2 separate regions of the Mus musculus genome follow, and region 2 is linked to region 1. The links are chromatin contacts, called in public promoter capture Hi-C maps. All regions are on one chromosome and are shown on one strand. Each heading gives the region's core, a stretch centred on a gene start, on an enhancer-like site or on the middle of the called end of the contact. The rest is flanking DNA. Distances are from core to core; before and after follow the strand shown. Region 1 overlaps Fubp1 (far upstream element (FUSE) binding protein 1). Region 2 overlaps Usp33 (ubiquitin specific peptidase 33).

Region 1 (2,700 bases), core at 88-2,587:
GAGTTCGAGGCCAGCCTGGTCTGCAAAGTGAGTTCCAGGACAGCCAGGGCTATACAGAGAAACCCTGTCTCGAAAAAAAAGAAAAAGAAACTCATTTGCAGTTAACTTGCTTGTTTACAAAATTCATTAAGTATTTCTAGAATTCGATTTTTATCATTTGATAACTCAGAATGGTCACTTAAAACAAAATTACTAATAAACGCTGAGTTTTGGGCTGGTGAGATCGCTCAGTGGGTAAGAGCACCCTACTGCTCGTCCGAAGGTCCGGAGTTCAAATCCCAGCAACCACATGGTGGCTCACAACAACCATCTGTAACAAGATCTGACACCCTCTTCTGGAGTGTCTGAAGACAGCTACAGTGTACTTACATATAATAAATAAATAAATCTTTAAAAAAAAAAAGCTGAGTTTTACATCTTTCATTGAACTTTATTTCAGCTGCCAGGTTATTTTTAGTAAAGCTGTGATATAAACTCAGTATGTCTTTTGCTTCATTGTGTGTGTCATAAATATCTTTCAGTACTTCTCTGTAGTTTAAGACTAGTAATATAGTGACCCAAATGGATAGAAGAGTGGTGAGCTAGGTATGGTGGCACATATACGCATTTAGTCCTAGTGCTCAGGAGGCAGAAGCAGGTAGATCTCCAAGGATGAGGTCAGCCCTGGATAGTGAGACCCTTTCTCAGTTAGCAAAAAAAAAAAACAAAGCGTTTCTTCTTTCCTTGTCAAAGATTATATCTGAATTTTCCCCTTTGTTTAAAGGTATGTGAGTTTGGGTCATTTTGTCTTTTACTAATCAAGCTGAACTAAGAGACTGAAACTTGTGATTGAAGTGAAAAGAGTATCTTTGCCGTTTCTTGTGTGCTGCACTTTCCCCCCTCATCCTCCCTCCCTTGTCTAAGGCATATTTAAGATAAACAGAAACTGAAGGGGCAATGAGGCACAGATAATCCTAGCACGTGGGAAGTTGCCAAGAGGATAACAAGTTTTGAGCCACCTGTGCTACATAAGTGAAACCCTGTGTTGAGATAAAAACAAGAGCTATTGCCCCTCTGTGCCTTGCATTATAAGCTGTACTTAATGGTACATACATTTTTGTATTAAAGTTGAGGGGGTGTTTTAGGTCACAAGGGCAGACACGAGGTTATTAAAAGGCTTGGAAGAAGTATTAAAAAGGCAAGATGCTGTGTTTACTAGAGAAGAGTTACTGTGAGATTTGTAATTATAGCAGCAATAAAGTTCTCTGTTTTCCTGAAGGTCAAGCAGTTCCTGCTCCTGCTGGGGCCCCACCAGGTGGTCAGCCGGATTATAGTGCAGCCTGGGCTGAGTACTATAGACAGCAAGCAGCGTATTATGCCCAGACAAGTCCCCAGGGGATGCCGCAGCATCCTCCAGCACCTCAGGTAGAAAACATTTGCTATTTTTTTTGTTTTGTTTTTGTTTTTGTTTTCCACTCCAACCATGTTTTCTGCATGTTTGTCTGTTTGGGAATGAATATGTTTTACTTGGTAAAGTATAACTACATGAAATATCGTGTTGTGTTTGGGGACTCAGTTTTTCTAATAATGTTTTCTGGCATCTGAGTGCTATTTTTGTAATGCCTTTGATTTTAAAAATAAATTTTCTTCCCCCCAGGGATTTGCAAATCATGCAAGAAGCCACCATCATTTATATTAACCAGTTTTTCTTTCTTAAAGGATTCACTCCTGAATTAGCTCCATTTAAAGGATTTTCTTTAACTTTTTGTGTATCTCTTATGTATCTCTTCTGCACAGGGCCAATAATAAGAAGTGGACAATACAGTATTTGCTTCATTGTGTGGGGGAAAAAACCTTTGTTAAATATATGGATGCAGACGACTTGATGAAGATCTTAATTTTGTTTTTGGTTTAAAGTAGTGTTTTTTTCCCCCCCTTTTTTTTTATTTTGAAAATGTACAAAATAACTATCACTACTGATAGGAGGTTAATATTTCTGTGTAGAAATGAAAATTGGTTTGTTTTTAGTCTTTAGTGTAGATGTACACATTCCAGCAAATGTATTTGCAACTATTATGTGGTCGATGCTTTGTGATATAAATGTACTTTTTCAATGTATACTTTCACTTTTAAAATGCCTGTTTTGTGCTTTACAATAAATGATATGAAACCTCCTGTGTCGGTAAGTTGGATATGTGGGTAAAGGATTCATAGTTTCTTAGCAGTGATAAATTAAGATACATGTACACGAATATATAAGCTTTCCCCATGAATTACTGAGTTTTTAAACACTGGCATGTTTTTTCCCCTGTTGGAGTATAGTGGTAGATTGGAGGTTCTTTTCTGTTGTATTTGGCTATTTCAGCACAAGTAATCCTGATATTTTCATGTTTTTCCTTCTATTTGATTAAAAACTGCATGTGTATACAATGATCTTTAGTATACTTCCATTGCATTAACAGTGACATTTCCTTTTATACATGAGCACTATTTCAGACCTGTACCGCTGCTACAACAGTTAACCTTCCTGTTCTTCACTTATTTCCGAGACTGTTTCAGCATAACTAATTTTGAACAGTTTGCAGACAGTGATTTGAGGAGTTTATAAGAAACATTGTTTTTTTCATGTAAAGCAACTCTTTCCATGTATATATATATATTATAATAGTGTGTTTCTCTCTAAATTCAGGATAGAAAAGTAATAGAATGTGAAAGTATAGC
Region 2 (2,700 bases), core at 150-2,649, 120 kb after region 1:
CATGACAGGCTTTGAGGATGAGTGATGTTTCCTTCCTCCAGCCTCTGGGTCTTGCTTGTTCTTGTCATGTCCCAGCTGTGCACTCATTGGAGCTGGGAGTGAGTATGTAGTTACCGTTCCTGCCACTTTCCAGAGATTGGTTACTGTCTCGTTCTCTCTTCTGGGAGACCGTACCTTGGGAGCTTTAACCACCCTGAGCTTCCTGTCTAACTCACCTTTCTGCTCTGAGGCCTACAGTCTCTCCAGGCTCAGCTGGGCCAGTCACAGTGCTTTATCCATTTTAATTTTGTTGGAGTCACTGTTCTGTTCTGTAATGCAAAAGACCATTGCTTTGTATGTTTTGTTTGTTTACATTTTGAGTTACTTAAGGTGAAAGGGTAATTGAACCCAGCTCTTCCCTCTTGACTGGCAGTACATGTACTTGGGTACAAAAAGGAGAGGAGAGATGAGAAAAGGGTGAAAAAGATTGCCAGACATTTTCTTAAAAACATGAATAAGAACATTAACAAGTGTTTAAATTGAACTTCTACAGTGTCATTTAGTTACTATTTTTCAAATGTTAAAAATTACTATTATTATTCAAATCTGCATATTTGTATGTGTATGTGAGTATAGGCAACATGTACCCACAGTGGATGTGTGCAAGTCTCCTTTTCCTCCTCATTGAGACAGGTTCTCTCTGGTTGGCAAGACGCTACTGCTGCAGACAGCAGATAAAATTGAACTGTAGAACAGGGAGGTGTAAAGCTAGTACTCACCTGGATGCTTTGTCCTTACTGGTTTCCTCTGTAGGTTTCTGTGTGTGCTGGTGAAGGAGAAACAGTCGCCACTCTTACCCAGCTGTGAACTGTGCAAGCGACCTTAACAGCTGTCCTGGCAGGACATGCCCACTGGTGAAGCTGCAGTGTGTGCGCATACCAACCACTTTCTGACTACTTGATTTAAGGATTGTCCCACAAGATAAACTCATATTTGGTACCATTGCCGGGACAAATAACCTCTTGCTAGATAGGTCATAGACTGGGAGGGAGAACCTGCCATCTGCTAAAGGACATAGTCTTAAACTGACTCGTAATAACTAAAGTGTTACACCCATAGATTGATATACCTCTTTTTTTGTTTGTTTGGTTGGTTGGTTTTGAGATAAAGATTCTTTGTGTAGCCCTGGTGGTCCTGTAATTCACTCTGCAGACCAGGTGGGCCTTGAATTCATAGAGTTCTGCTCCTGAGTGCTGGGATTAAAGGGTGTGTCCCCACCACCAGGCTGATGATGGGTCTCTTAATCCTCATCAGAGAAGCTTTCATTTCTAGGATACCCACACTGTTAAAGGGATGGAGAATACGGGAGTGCAGAGTGCTCTGCCCACATCGGGTGTCTGTATCACACCCTCCTCCCAAGGCTCTGGGGACACGTGGACTAGGCAGTGGTGCGTGACCGAAAGGAAAGCCCTGGAGAGCAGAGCAGTGGTGATGACACCATGCACAGAAGCTTCAGCACATCCGGCTTAGGCCGGACCAGACCCCAGCACAGAGGGGGAGGTGAGCAAGAAGTCTGCTCCGGGCCCAGGCGCTACTGCACTTGATAGTTGCTAGTGGAGGCTGAGTCAAGTTACGTTTTTGAGCGTAGTCCCAGGTTAACCATTCTCCAGTGGAAGGTCACACATCCAAGAATATATAGGCAACACAATTGCATTTGATTGGTATTAAAATAAAAGACACAAATTTTGGTGGGTAGGAAAGGAGAGGTGGATTTGGGGAAGAGTTGAGGAAGGGAGAAAATAATGATCAAAGATGTGTGAAATTCTCAAAGAACTATTAAGTCAGGTGTGTGGAACACACTTTTAATCCCAGCACTTGGAAGGCAAAGGCAGGTGGATCTTGATGAGTTTGAAGCCCATCTGATCTACATAATGAGTCCCAGGACAGCCAGAGCTCCCTGGTGAGACCCTGTCTCAAAAAACAGGCAAACAAAACAAGCCTGTGATGTTGTGCATCGTCATTTCCAGCACTTGGGAGGCAGAGACCAGAGGGTCTTTTATGAGTTTAGGCCAGTCTGGTCTACTCAGTGACTTCCAGGGCAGCCAAACTACACAGTGAAACTTTGTCTCAAATCAATCTACCCATCGATCAGTCAGTCATGAAAATTTATTTATTCCACCGGCTGCAGGTGTGTCTGAACATTTTTGGCAGGGAGAGCATGTATATTCCTTATTTTATCTTTTCTTTAGCCAGTTTTAGCTTGTTAAGATTTTGTAATTAAGTTTTGGGTCACCTTTTCTGTAGGTTTTGCCTGATTTGAAAAGCCTTGAGAAAGAGAAGGAAAACTGTAAGAAAATGACGACTTTTCGAAATCATTGTCCACATTTGGATTCAGTTGGTGAAATAACGAAAGAGGACTTGATACAGAAATCTCTCGTAAGTTCTATAGTAGTCACCCCTGAAATTGCTGCGCTCACTTTCCTCTTAAATACACATCTAAGTCAATTAGTAGGGCACTCTGTGTCATGTGTAAAAATGTATGTTGTTACAGGGAATTGTGTGTGTCTGACACACTGACACAGCAAATGTCTCTTGTGTTTATTTTCCCAGGGCGCTTGTCAGGACTGTAAAGTCAGAGGACCAAACCTGTGGGCGTGCCTGGAGGTATATGTGTGGGGGGTGTGTGTGTGTGTCTGTGTGTTTTCCTGAAAGTTTTCAGTT

The links. Capture Hi-C pulls out chosen DNA fragments and counts their contacts.
Region 2: a promoter capture Hi-C map of pancreatic islet shows a contact between it and region 1. The contact joins two enhancer-like sites. A contact is called at or near these places in 25 of 484 Hi-C or Micro-C datasets (CD4 T cells, the G1E-ER4 cell line, Sertoli cells and 16 more) and 4 of 9 other capture datasets (adipose tissue, embryonic stem cells, liver and 1 more).

Annotation. Positions count from the first base shown.
Region 1 is chr3:152,230,619-152,233,318 of GRCm38.p6, forward strand. It overlaps Fubp1 (far upstream element (FUSE) binding protein 1), which reads left to right. Exons shown (of 20, transcript NM_057172.4): 19 at 1,259-1,404; 20 at 1,777-2,700. The coding sequence ends at 1,785. Among named protein-coding and RNA genes, the nearest start is that of Fubp1, 22 kb to the left of the region's middle. Within about 2 kb of position 1,338, at least 32 of the 459 cell types and tissues checked have an H3K27ac peak or open chromatin away from gene starts, as enhancers often do. A contact at or near this core is called in the G1E-ER4 cell line, pancreatic islet and trophoblast stem cells, where this site is marked.
Region 2 is chr3:152,355,557-152,358,256 of GRCm38.p6, forward strand. It overlaps Usp33 (ubiquitin specific peptidase 33), which reads left to right. Exons shown (of 24, transcript NM_133247.3): 2 at 2,284-2,415; 3 at 2,590-2,643. The coding sequence starts at 2,335. Among named protein-coding and RNA genes, the nearest start is that of Usp33, 10 kb to the left of the region's middle. Within about 2 kb of position 1,400, at least 101 of the 459 cell types and tissues checked have an H3K27ac peak or open chromatin away from gene starts, as enhancers often do. A contact at or near this core is called in the G1E-ER4 cell line, pancreatic islet and trophoblast stem cells, where this site is marked.